Regions from separate parts of the Triticum aestivum genome. Here region 1 is linked to region 2. The links are chromatin contacts, called in public Hi-C maps. All regions are on one chromosome and are shown on one strand. Each heading gives the region's core, a stretch centred on a gene start, on an enhancer-like site or on the middle of the called end of the contact. The rest is flanking DNA. Distances are from core to core; before and after follow the strand shown.

Region 1 (7,035 bases), core at 1,192-3,691, 110 kb before region 2:
AAGAACTGAAAACCTCTAATGACACGACACCAAACAATATATTCTGACACTTACATCATCTGGCCTATAAGCAATACCGAGTAGTACATGCATGTATGCAAGAAGAAGTCATGCATGAAGAAGATTTACACAACTGAAAGGAATTTGATTGACAAGCCCCAAGTGCCAATGTAATTATCCCTTTCACTGCAGTGGAATTTCGTGACACAAACAATTTAACAACCACGCCCACGTTAGCGTCGTCCAATATAAATATTCGGGTAGCCGATTAATCTCCCTGTGAATGATCCCCTCCTTGTGTGACGCATCCCACGAGTATCCATGTAATTTAATTTATGGCGAAGAAAATACTAGAAAAAGAAAAGGAAGAAAGAGAGCAAAGGAGAAAGAGATTGGTTTAATTTGGTCGGGGCCCCCACAGAGCTCCAGGTTTTGGGGGGCACGTACATGCAGATGCAGGGCACGGCCGCCGGCGGCGAGCCGAGCTCGTCGTCGATGACGCCTCACAGCTTGACGACCTCCGGGATGTGGACGGGGTAGCGCTGGATGCAGTCGTCCCAGGGCCCGTCGGTGGGCGTCTTGACGGTGCGGAGGCACTTCCAGACGGCGCTGTTGCACTTGAAGCCGCTGCCGAAGCCGATCTGCCACACGCGGTCGCCCTTGCGCATGCGGCCCTTGGCCTCGATGTAGGCGAGCTCGTACCAGAGCGAGCTGCTGGAGGTGTTGCCGAACCGGTGCAGCGTCATGCGCGACGCCTCCACGTGCCGCGGCGACAGCTCCAGGTTCTTCTGCAGCTCGTCGATGACGGCGCGGCCGCCGGCGTGGATGCAGAAGTGCTCGAACGCCAGCTTGAAGTCCGGGATGTAGGGCTTCCACTTGCTGTTGATCACCTTGCGCCCCACCAGGCGGAAGAAGAAGAGCAGCTGCTCCGACATGGGCAGCACCAGCGGGCCCATGGTGGTGATGTTGGACTTGAGCGCCTCGCCGGCGATGGCCATGAGCTCCTTGGAGAGCGAGATGCCCGAGTGCCCCTCGTCGTCCTCCTCCTCGTACACGCACCGGTACGCGCGGTCGTCCGCGCCCTTGTGCGTGCGCACCACGTGCACCAGCCTGTACTTGGCGCGCCGCGCCTCCCGCCGCCGGTTGGACAGCAGGATCGCCGCCGCGCCCATCCGGAACAGGCAGTTGGGCAGCAGCATGTCCCGCCGGCTCCCGTGGTAGAAGTTGGGCGTGATGATCTCCGTCGAGATCACCAGAGCGTTCGAGTTGGGATGCACCTGTACATACATGTTCGATCAGATGATCAGATCCATATCCACCATGTCACTAGCTGGTGATCGAATTAGTTGTGAAGAAGAGTGAAGAGTGTAGTGGCAGTCGGTACCGGTATTAGGTATGCCATACCAAATTAATTAAGAGATTAATGGGTTTACTTAGTACTAACCTGGAGCATGTCGCGCGCGAGGTCGATGGAGATGAGCCCGGCGCTGCATCCCATGCCGGAGAGGTTGAAGCTGCGGATGTTGCTGCGGAGCTTGTACTTGTTGATGATCATGGCGGAGAGGGAGGGCGTCGGGGAGAAGAGGCTGCAGTTGACGACGAGGATGTCGATGTCCTTGGGCTTGAGGCCCGTGCGGCGGACGAGGTCGTCGATGGCGTTGAAGATGACGAGCTGCGCCTCGGCGCGCGACGCCTCCATGCTGGGGTTGGGCGGGATGTAGTGGTTGGCCGGCGGGAGGCAGGTCTCCTCGCCGAGCCCGGAGCGCTCGAGGATGCGGGTCTGGAAGCGCAGGCTCTTGTCGTTGTTGGAGATGAGCTTGATGTGCTCCATGAAGGTGGTGAAGGGCACCCGGAAGCTGGGGGAGGGCTTGTAGCAGCAGTAGTCGACGAGGAAGACGGGCCTGGGGCGGGACATGAAGTAGACGGTGGCGACGAAGACGACGAGGAAGGCGGAGCAGAGGATGTGCACGAGGTCGAGGTCGAGGGCGCGCCAGAGCGCGAGCAGCTCGCCGGGGCCGAGGCGCGCCAGCTCGAGCGCCGTGGCCGCCATGACCGGCACCAGCAGCAGCGTCAGGAAGTGGTTCACCAGGTACTGGTACCCCAGCTTCACGTACTTGAGCCTCACCGACCCGGCGAAGCCGCTCCCCAGCGCGCTCGGCATGACCGGTCGGTCCGTCGATCGGCGCTGCTCGCTACTTAGGCCTCTGGCCCGGCCCGCGCCCGCACGTCACCCTGGCCTTCCGTCCCGCCGCGCACCGCTGCCTGCCTGTTTCTGCGGCGCACCGCTGGGCTCGGGTTGGTGCTACGCGCACGTACACGTCTCGTCTCCGGGTGCTGGCTGGGTGTGGGGCTGGAGGGAAGTGCGACGAGGCGAGATGCCGGGCGGAGCGGTTGCGGTTGCGGTTGCAGAGGAGGTGGTGGCGTGGTGGGGTTTAATAGAGTGGCGGGGCGGAGGGAAGGACCGGGGCAGATGGGCAGTTTAAATGAGGAGACTGGCTACCGCCACCAACCGGAGCGTGAGTTCGGCCTGGCCGGCCACTGAGAGGGCTCCTTCTGTTGGCGCGCGCGCGCGCACACACACGGGCACGGCGTCTTGTGCTGCGTCTGCGTGCGACTACGGTCTTCGTCCTGGGCCGGGATCGCTTTCTCCAGCCTCTGCGCCGTTTCCATCGGCCTTCTGCTCCGTAGGGTGACGGTTAACGCCAATGCTTCAACGCGGATCGTTTCGTTCAAGGAGGCCCCTGAAATTTTACTGTTGTTGTTAGACGCACATTATTAGTCGTAGTACAAACTCTGTCTGTGATCATTATTATTTATTAGTCGCACGGCGGAGTAGTACTTACATGGCCTGCTTGCCTGATACTATCCCTTTGAGCTTCAGACAGTTGAGCTCCAATCACTTGCTTCGACATGATGTAATTAAATAGGACGGGGAAGTGACACACTAAAACAGTACACCGGCGCACGGTCATGCTTACATCTGAACAATCGCGCTGGTTAACCAACCTCATGATATAAACCGGGCATATACAATTTACAACTCATGCTGTCATGCTGCTGCTGCCCTATCCTGTATCTGATGATCAAACCCAGAGACTCGCAAGGGCGGTTAGTTCAACAGACGTACCAACGCCTGATCCAGCTGAGCTAAGCACACGTCGTCCAGCAGCAGCAGTCACATCCAACTCCAAATTCTGAATGGGACGTCGAAACCCCTGCATTCCCCCTTTTTCACATCGTTCAGGATCAGAGGCAGGACCGCCGGAGACGCGGCAGTGCATCGTTCCTGGTAATTTTCCCCTCGACGACTATGGCCAGGCACACGTACAATAATTGAAATGACCAATCGGCTCGCTCCCTTGCACCCGCAACTTATTACTCCACACACAGTGACACCTGTCCATGGCCACATGTGCAAATTACTCCTCTGTTGGTACCTAGTGCTTGCACAATTAAGGCACTCCTGCAGCAGGGTCGCTGCCCCGTCATAAAGCTCCTGCAACAGCCGCTCTGCAACGACTGAAACGGTACCTCCATTTCATTTTTCTCCCATTCGTATGGAGAAAATCGGTTTTCCTTGGGTTTGGAGATTAGGAGACGCGACGCCGGTGGCCTGTTTTGGAAGAAAAGGCGCCAGTTTTTGGCGGAGGCTAAATCGCTGTCATCTGGTAATGGTAGCGGTAGGCACGGGCACCAGCATTTTGCACTCGGTACGGCCTTACATTGAGCAACCAATTCAGTGGCCGTGGATGTAGTACTGGTGTACAGTAGGCCATCACATTACACCTGCGACCTTGATTAATGATTGAGAGGACAAACTCTGACGGTGCACTGGCACAGCAGCAGCAGCTCCAGCTGGACTGGATTGGGTGCTGCCCGATCTTTGAACGGCTAGAACTGCAATTGCCCGGCGTGGCAGTGCTGCCCTGATGCCATGTATATATTCTCGCTCACAATTATTTTCCTCGCGACCGGAAGCAGTGAATGTAGTTCAGACTTGAGACCCGAGATCGCGCCGTGGTGGCAGGTGACTGAAGGAGGAGGTATAACTGCAAGCGGGCGGGCACCGGACGATCCCAGAGAGGAGAGCAGTAAAGCCTCGACGCCAAATCTGTTTCGCACATCCGCCACGTATGCAGTGACCTAAGCCGATCCAATTTAAAGCCCCCCTGCCACCGGCGCAGCGGCCGCGCAGGCTGGCTGTACAAAAGTGGTGAGTGAAAGTAAAGGAGTCATCTCCCAATCGGACTTCCCTCCCAATCTCCCGGAATCGAAAGGACCGTGTCGAAAACATTTTTTGTCTCGAGGGAAATGCGCCGTGGTCCTTCGCGTAGGCGTAGTACGTGCAACGGCGTTAAACATCTGCGTGCGAGGATCGAGCCAAAGAACGCCAGGAAAATCGATAGGAAAGGGCGTGTTTGGCGGCCGTTCCAGCCGGGGCTGGCTAGCTCAAGCCTGGCTCATCGGAGACTGATCGAGCAAACACAGTCTCTAAACCAACATCTGCGCATTGTTTAGGGTGTGTTCAGTTGAAGGGATGGCCTGGAATGGCATTCTTCCGAGCGAATATTCTGCCCAGATGCGGAATGAAGTCATACCCCGAAAACGGCCGGACCACGCGGAACGGCTGCCTCCCTCGCACTCGTCCTTAGCCCCGCAGGTGCGCCGTCTCCCTCCCCTCCTCCTTTCCCCATGGATCTGGGCAGCGCCGCCGGTCCACTCTCCCCGTCGGCCAGCGGTTGCCTCCCCCTCCCCCTCCTCTCCCCTCCCCCCTCCATGGATCTGAGCTGAAGCGGCCCTCCCTTCCCAGTCGGCCGGCGCCAGTTCGTCCCATCCCTGGCCGCCCGTTCCTCCTCTTCCCGGCCGCGGCCGGGTCCTCCTCTCCATGGCGGCCGGTTCCTCGCATCCATGCCGGCCGTTTCCTCCCTTCCGGATGCCTGATAATCTCTCTTTCTCTATCGTTTTGCAGCAGCTCGACGGAAGGACTCCAAGCAGCGGGTGCTCGACGGCCGGACTCGAACTGTGAAGGTAGAATAACCCCCCCACCCCCTGTATATGCAGCTACTGTTCATGTTTATTTGTTGTCCAGTGTATGTTTGCAATATATATGTTGATGTAAGCATCATTGGTAACTTGTAGATGGTCATGAAGATGAACACAAGAAAAAAGATGGTTAGGGGAGCTGCTGTTTTTGTTGCACTAGCTGCAATGGCTGCTGTTTTTGATGCTTTTGGGAATTTCTTATGTGAACTATATGGTTGTATGTGCAACTTGTTGAAAATTATGTTCTGTGCTGTCATTCATGTGTTATAAACTTGTCAATATCTATTGTTATGTTGTTTTTAATCAAATTACAAACGAAATGCTGCCGAAATTTTAAATTTTAGGCCGTTCCATTTTTCATTACGTGCTTCCAACCAAACACCAGAACGGAACCGACCCGTTCTACTCTTTTGCTCCTACCAAACACAGGAATGGAATGGACCCGTTCCTCTGGAATGGAACCATTCCATTCCATGACAGTTGGTCCCCTAACTGAACACACCCTTAGTTGCCCGCATCTTATTCTCTCGCGTTAGGGGAGCAATTTTGGCAGAGAGTTTGGTTGCCTGCACTGCCTCGGCTCACGCGACTACACGGTGTTTGGTTGTATACTTGGGATATGATTAAGAGCTAACACTTACACTTAGCACACACACATTGTGCCCGGCGACTACGGCGCCGCGTCCGGCACGATAAGCACGGAGTCTCGGGCGAGTGTTCTTGCTGACAACGCGGCGAACTAGTTGCTAGCCTCGGTGCCGTAGAGAAAGCCTGTGCGGAGGAGCGCTGAGGTAAAGGACGGGGGAGGAGAAATGCAGCGTGTGTTGGACCATGGCGACTGGGTGGAAGGTGGACGGTGGTAGTGGCGCCGCGTCTGACACGACGAGCACGGAGTCTCGGGCGAGTGTTCCTGTCGGCGTCGTGGCGAACGCCGCCGCAGAGAAAGTCTGTGCGGAGGAGCGTTGGGGCAGAGGACGGGGGAGGAGAAATGCAGTCTGTGTCGGACCATGGCGACTAAGGTGGACGGTAGTCATGGCGCCGTGTCCGACAGGACGTGCGTCATGCGCGAGCGACCCCCTAGGCGGCACGGCGAATTAGTTGCTAGCCTCGTCGTCGTAGAGAAAGTCTACACGGAGACAATGGATAAAGGAGAAATGCAGTGCTTGCGCCATGGCAGCATCAGTGCAGTAGCACAAGAGAGAGAGGAGGCCAAGATGACTGATGCCGGGGACGACTCCACTGTAGTAGGATGTGGGCAAGGACGTCAAAGAGGAACGGGGTTGGTGTCAAAAGGGACGAATAGGATGGCTCTGAGACAGAGGACATATGAGAAGAAATACAATGTGCGCGTAATTGCAGCGACGGTGCAATAGGATCGTCGAAACAGAAAACTTGCAACGCGAATGTCGTGTGGAACTGTGTGATGAAGCTGCCGGTCAAAGAAAATTTCAAACGGTCGACCGTACGCGACGAATTTGACACCAGCTGCCCGCATTCATGTCGTTGTAGAGCGCGCCGCTTCACATTGCAGGTAGCTCAGGGCGGACGCGACCTCTCACCGCCTCCGCCATTGAAGCGGCGCGGTGGCTGAGGGCGCCGCCCGCTGCACGCTCGGCTAAAAATGCCTCATCGTCGCATTCAAACACCTTCATTAACCCCGCGTGGAAGCCGAGAAATCTACTCCGGCCTCACGTGCGTTCACGAGCGGGCCGGTGTTAAATGCAACACCGGGCAAGCTCCTCCCGTTCGTCCTCTATTTAAACGAGGTCAGACGCTGGGCAAGAATCACACCACTCCGCCGCTCCCCATCTCCTCCTTCCACCATTTTCTCCACTGTTCCGATGCCATCCGACAAGCAGGAAGAGTAGTTCTCTGGCATAAAAGTCGGATGGGTGGCCCGCCGAGCCCGGCGGATACGAGCGAGGCAGCTCGCTGCTCCACCTCCCTCCCCTAGCCCGACGGAGCAAGTTGCCGCCCCAAGCCGGTGCGTGG
Region 2 (6,943 bases), core at 3,965-6,464:
AAAGGCGGCAAGACCACTAATATTGTCATTGGAGACACTGACATAAAGGATGCTGGGTATGGTATATTTTCCATATTCTTTCAGTATGTCATTCTCCTGATTGGTTGATTGACACGGGTGCTAATGTGCATGTATGCGGTGATATTTCCATGTTTTCGTCTTATCAAACCGCAGGGACTTCAACCGTGCTGATGGGCAACGGCTCAAGTGCTTCTGTTCGTGGTGTTGGCACGGTCGATCTGAAGTTTACTTCGGGGAAGATCGTGCGGCTGAAGAACGTGCATTATGTCCCCTCCGTCAATAAAAATCTTGTTAGCGGATCTCTTCTGTGTAGAGATGGCTACAAGCTTGTCTTTGAGTCCAATAAATTTGTAATATCCAAGTATGGAACCTTTGTTGGTAAAGGCTATGAGTCAGGAGGCCTGTTTCATTTATCCTTATCAGACGTTTGCAATAAAGTTGTTAATCATATTTGCAACAATAGTGAATCAAATGTGTGGCATTCACGTCTTTGTCATGTTAACTTTGGTTGCATGTCGCGACTAGCGAAGTTGAACTTAATCCCTAGTTTCACCACTGTCAAGGGATCTAAGTGTCAAGTGTGTGTGCAAGCTAAGCAACCTCGTAAGTCTCACACGACTGCGGAAATGAGAACTTGCACCACTCGAGCTCATACATTCAGATCTATGTGAAATGAATGGTGTTTTGACAAAAGGTGGAAAGAAATATTTCATGACATTAATTGACGACTCCACTAGATATTGCCGTGTATATCTTCTGAAATCTAAGGATGAGGCTTTGAACTTTTTCAAGATCTATAAAGTTGAAGTGGAAAACCAACTTGATCGAAAAATCAAGAGGCTTAGGTCCGACCGTGGTGAAGAGTATTTTTTCAATGAATTTGATACTTTTTGTGCGGAACATGGTATAATCCATGAGAGGACGCCTCCCTACTCACGTCAGTCAAATGGGGTGGCCGAAAGAAAGAACCGTACTCTAACTGATTTGGTTAACGCCATGTTAGACACATCGGGTCTCTCCAAGGCATGGTGGGGGCGGGTGATATTGACGGCATGTCATGTCCTAAACCGAGTCCCCACAAAGAACAAAGAAATAACTCCATTCGAGGAATGGGAGAAGAAAAGGTTAAAACTCTCTTATCTGCGAACATGGGGTTGTTTGGCGAAAGTCAATGTTCCAATTCCAAAGAAGCGGAAGCTTGGACCAAAGACTGTGGATTGTGTTTTCCTGGGATATGCTTTTCATAGCATTGGCTATAGATTCTTGGTTGTAAAATCTGAGGTACCTGACATGCATGTCGGTACGATCATGGAGTCGAATGATGCGACTTTCTTTGAAGATATCTTTCCCATGAAGGATATGTCTACCTCGTATAATCAGGAGATGCCTAGTTCATCGAATCAGGAACTAGTTACAATTACCGAACCTGCCATTTCGATGGAACACTTTGAAAATTCTGTGGAGGAGAACAATGAAGTTCCTACTAGGAGCAAGAGACAGAGGATTGCAAAGTCCTTTGGTGATGATTTTCTTGTGTATCTCATAGATGACACTCCCAGTTCTATTTCAGAGGCCTATGCATCTGAAGATGCTGACTACTGGAAGGAAGCGGTTCGTAGCGAGATGGATTCCATCTTGGCGAATGAAACTTGGGAGATAACTGATCGTCCTTATGGGTGCAAACCTATAGGATGCAAATGGGTATTCAAGAAGAAGCTTAGGCCTGATGGTACTATTGAAAAGTACAAGGCTCGGCTCGTGGCTAAGGGTTATACCCAAAAGGAAGGTGAAGACTTCTTTGATACTTACTCACCTGTGGCTCGACTGACCACTATTCGAGTTCTACTTTCACTAGCTGCCTCACATGGTCTTCTCGTTCATCAAATGGATGTTAAGACTGCTTTCCTAAATGGAGAGTTGGACGAGGAAATTTATATGGAACAACCAGATGGGTTTGTACTAGATGGTCAGGAAGGAAAAGTGTGCAAGTTGCTGAAGTCTTTGTATGGACTCAAGCAAGCACCCAAACAGTGGCATGAGAAGTTTGAAAGAACTTTAACCGCTGCAGGCTTCGTTGTAAACGAAGCTGATAAATGTGTGTACTATCGCCATGGTGGGGGCGAAGGAGTTATTCTTTGCTTGTATGTTGATGACATACTGATTTTCGGAACAAATCTGAATGTTATTAAGGAGGTCAAGGATTTCCTATCTCGTTGTTTTGAGATGAAGGATTTAGGAGTGGCTGATGTCATTTTGAACATCAAGTTGTTGAGAGACGATGATGGTGGGATTACATTGCTTCAATCTCACTATGTGGAAAAGATCTTGAGTCGCTTTGGCTATAGTGACTGCAAGCCCTCTCCAACACCATATGATGCGAGTGTGTTACTTCGAAAGAATCAAAGAATTGCTAGAGATCAATTGAAATATTCTCAGATTATTGGCTCGCTTATGTACTTAGCCAGTGCTACAAGACCTGACATCTCTTTTGCTGTTAGCAAACTGAGTCGGTTTGTCTCAAAACCAGGAGATGTGCATTGGAAAGCTCTAGAGAGAGTTTTGCGTTATTTGAAAGGCACTGCGAATTATGGAATTCACTACACTGGGCACCCAAAGGTGCTTGAAGGGTATAGTGACTCAAACTGGATCTCAGATGCTGATGAGATAAAGGCCACGAGCGGTTATGTATTCACTCATGGAGGTGGCGCTGTTTCTTGGAAGTCTTGCAAGCAGACCATCTTAACGAGGTCAACAATGGAAGCAGAACTCACAGCACTAGATACAGCTACGGTCGAAGCAGATTGGCTTCGCCGGCTCTTGAATGACTTGCCGGTTGTTGAGAAACCTGTACCGGGTATCCTTATGAACTGCGACAATCAAACTGTGATCACGAAAGTGAGCAGCTCAAAGGATAACATGAAGTCATCAAGACACGTTCAGAGAAGGTTAAAGTCTGTCAGGAAAATGAGAAACTCCGGAGTTATTGCATTGGATTATATCCAAACGTCTAAAAATCTGGCAGATCCTTTTACTAAGGGTCTATCACGTAATGTGATAGATAATGCATCGAGGGAGATGGGTATGAGACCCACAATATGAGTTGTTCACAGTGGTAACCTATTCTTTGTGATCGGAGATCCCGTGAATTAGATGTGGAAGACAAGCTGTTGATCAACTGAGAGGAGAGTATCCTTACTATTAACAATACCACTCCATGAAGATGCAATACTCTCCTAAAACTGTATGGCAGGTTGATGTATATCTTAATGTGTTCTAAGTGGCTCATTTAAGCAGAGATGTTGTCCTGCAGAACATCTTTTGAAGAACACACCTATATGAGTCTGATTGTTAAACGTCGCAATCTATGAGAATAGGGTTCTCTCTAGTAAACTCATGAAAGGTCTCGGAGTATGACGCATAAGCTCCACCCGCGGGGAAGACCCACGGTAGCCACGTATCGGTCAAGGCTTTATGTGAAGCTAGATTCGCAGAAAACTTGCAGTTCAAGGCTTAGTCCAGTGTTCAAGTTGCTTACTAGTGTAGCATAGAGTTCTAGGTGGAAGTTCAACTTAACAGTCTCCACTGCAGTACCGGTATATAAGACAGTGTTTTGGAACTAAAGGCAAATTCTATGTGCCTCTAGGATCTGGTAGGGGATTGCTGGAATTTATCCTTTTATGGGCCTGGTCCAATAACAATTTCAGAGATTCCTAATAAATCCTAGAGGCCCACTTAGCCCATTCGTGCAAGGCAAGGGACACTACTAAAGTTTAGTCCCACATTGCTAGTTTAGAAGGGAGTTGGACCTCTTTATAAAGGAGGTTCTTTCCCCATATGTATGAGCCTAAGAACAAGAGGGACATCCACGCGCGCTCCTCCTCCGCCGCCCGCCTCGTCACGACGCGCCGTGCCGCGGGTTGCGGGTTGCGGGAATGAGCCGAGCCGATGTCTAAATTTTTGCCACGCACGACGGGTATACGAAAGGTCACGCGGGAGCTGAAACGTTTTCTGTAGTGGACACTGAATTTGAACGACGCGCCTCTTCGGCCGCAGCTTGTTCGTTTCGTCTCCCTCCGTTGCTTCACCTCCCGCCGCAGCCTGTTCGCGTCCTTCTCCTGTGCCTATATAAGAGAGGTCGCTCCTCTCCTGAGAGACACACCAGAAGCTCCTCTTCCTCTCGCCACAAAGTTCCGAGCACTGCGCTGCTGCTACGTTCTTCCCCATCCCGGCTTGCGGCGTGCACTGCAGGTCGGGACAGTAGGCCTCCGGAACCGCACCTTTTGAGTCCTGTACGGGAGAAGGGTGTAAGGTTTTTGGGGAGCGCTCTGCGCGACTACTGGCTTCTTCATCACGGACTCCGACGACTACTTCCTCGACGACGACTTCTTCCCCGACGTCGACTACCTCAGCAACAACATGGCTGGAGAGGATGTCGACCCCAAGTCCAGTGCTTCTGCTGCTGCTGACCTGTACGTGTTCTTGCTCTTTCTGTTAGATGTCATGACACAGTTCTTTGCTCTAGTTTCTGCCCTACATATGATAGGTTCTACTTCATATATGCAACTTTATCTAGTGTCTGTTCTAGATGTGTTTAGTTCAAGTTCATATATGCAGATGCTATTTACTTTCTTTTTGTCAGATTGCATGACTTGCTTTATCGCGGCTATATTAGTCATGCTTTATCTAATATTTCTGTTTATAAAATCATTTGGTAAATTGCTCATATTTCCAGCGCCGGCCGGCCCTGAGCATTACTCCATGCATGCACATGCAGGCCCGCCCATGGATGATCGAGTGTCGTCGCTGGCACGAGACGAGCGAGAGCTTGTGTTGGACAAGCAAGTCCGTCGAGATTGATCGTCAAACGCCTTATCGTCGCGGGGGACGGTTGGGAGGACGATGCCGTAAGCAAAGTCAGCCATGTCAAACACCATGATCACGACGTGCGGTTGGGAGGAGGGGAGGATCGACTCATCCGGTCAACGGAGAGGTCCGGGACGTGACTCCGCACGATCGTGTGGTGGCTGCTCTGCTACCGGAATGTGGTTGGCGGTTGACGCCGGCCGGCCTATTCATTGCGCTTCGCTATATCACGATGGCGCCGTGCTGAATCACCGGTGTGCACAGTGTCGCCGTTGGGGTCAACAGGCGAGACGAGAGCGTCTAGGAATAGGATTAAACGTTTGCTAGGGTAGGGTATGTGTCCATCGCTGTCGGTGCCGAGCACGTTCCGCGTCTCGGATTTTATGTGTAAATGGTAGTAGCAGAAGGAGCTAATAGGAAGCAGCTGTCAGATTTTATGGTCGCGGTTACGCGTCGATCGCTACGGCTCCGCAGTGTAGTTGCCGCCGTACCGATGTCTCATCTTTCATACGATACGGCCTCTCGGCGGTTGCCAACGGCCGGCGACGAGGACGTGCGTGCGTAAGCGGCGGAAAGCTCGAGCAAGCAACCTGCACAAGGACACGCATGGAGGCGGCCAGTTGTGCGTCCGCCGACGATAATTGGTTGGAGGCTCAGGCCCGAAAAGCGGAGAGCCAGAGCCAGGCGGGCGTGTGCCGGTGCCAGTGGCGAATGGCGGCGCGCCGGACGCGGAGACGGCTCGCTCCGCACGATTTTGGAGCGTACATTCATGACCGATGACGGACGATGTGCGGTTGCTGGTATGGCCGTTGGATATCGGCGGGCGCTGACGGCCGACACCTCTGGACGCCTCGTGCTGTTGCGCGGCAACGGAAGTAGATGGCCGGAGGTGCTGGACGGGCAGAGATGCGCGCGGCAACTATATCTCGCTTAGTTTTGTTAGGTATGTATCTCAATTTTTAATGGAGCAGTTGATAGTCTTGCTTTCAGGATTTTTTTCGTCCCATCTTTCATGGTATATTTCTGGTATATATCAAACAAATGTTTATTTTTTATGTCTATTTTTTATGTCTATTTTTTACCATACACATTGTATATTTCTGGTATATATCAAACAAATGTTTATTTTTTAATATATCACCATCAAGGTTTTTTTTCTATACAAATTTAAGCTTTTCCAAATGCTTCATTTCTTTTAAATACTAGATTAATTTTTTTGAATCATTCGTTTCTTCGGCTTTTTCTTTATTCCTTTCTTTGTATTCATCAGTTTTCATTATTTTTCTTGGTTTTCTTTGCTTTTATTCTTTTGAATTTTCCCTTCATGTTTTTTATTTTCTTGAATTATTTTCTCTGTTTTTCCTTTAGGTTTTTATTGGGTTTCTTCACTTCCCTTTGTTTTTTTTGTTTTTTGCCGGTTTCTTTTTTTAAACATATGTTAATATTTTTATGTACACATTCAAAAAACATCTGATACATCTAAAACATTTTTATATACATATTTAACATTTTAAAATACTGATTAACAATTTTGTGAATTTATATATTTACGTCTATATTTCCCATACACGTATTACATTTTTCTGTATATTTAATAAGACTTCAACATTTTTTAATACATCATCATGTTTTTTATGTACAAATTTAACAATTTTCAAAGCTTAATTAACAATTTTTTCGTAATAATATTTTTTTTATCATGGTCAACAATTTTTCTCTCCACATATAACATTTTTCAAATGCTCTATTAATATTTTCTAAATACATGTCTAGCAGTTTTTTAATACATGTTGAACATTTTTATACACATTTCCTTTTTTAAATAATTGATTAACAATTTTCTAATAAAATAATAAGATGTTTTGAATACATGGTCAACATTTTTATATACACATTTAAAATTATAAAATGCTTGATTAACATTTTTTAATATTGTTTTGATCAAAAAATCAAATAATTGTTTTGTAATAATTTTTAAATACACGATCAACTTTTTTCACACACATTTTATATTTTTTCTATACATTTTTCGTATACATCAGTAATGTTTTGTCTATAC

Evidence for each region. Hi-C and Micro-C count contacts between places; a contact is called where the count stands out from the background.
Region 1: a contact with region 2 is called in a Hi-C map of leaf, with 2.4 times the contacts expected there. The contact joins the promoter of LOC123098215 here to the enhancer-like site in region 2. A contact is called at or near these places in 2 of 5 Hi-C or Micro-C datasets (leaf and root).

The regions. Positions count from the first base shown.
Region 1 is chr4D:404,926,626-404,933,660 of IWGSC CS RefSeq v2.1, reverse strand. It overlaps LOC123098215 (3-ketoacyl-CoA synthase 6), which reads right to left and starts at 2,441. Exons shown (of 2, transcript XM_044520140.1): 1 at 1,445-2,441; 2 at 2-1,277. The coding sequence starts at 2,161. The coding sequence ends at 504.
Region 2 is chr4D:404,815,397-404,822,339 of IWGSC CS RefSeq v2.1, reverse strand. No RefSeq gene overlaps it. Among protein-coding and RNA genes, the nearest start is that of LOC123098215, 110 kb to the left of the region's middle. Within about 2 kb of position 5,214, at least 1 of the 8 cell types and tissues checked has an H3K27ac peak or open chromatin away from gene starts, as enhancers often do. A contact at or near this core is called in leaf, where this site is marked.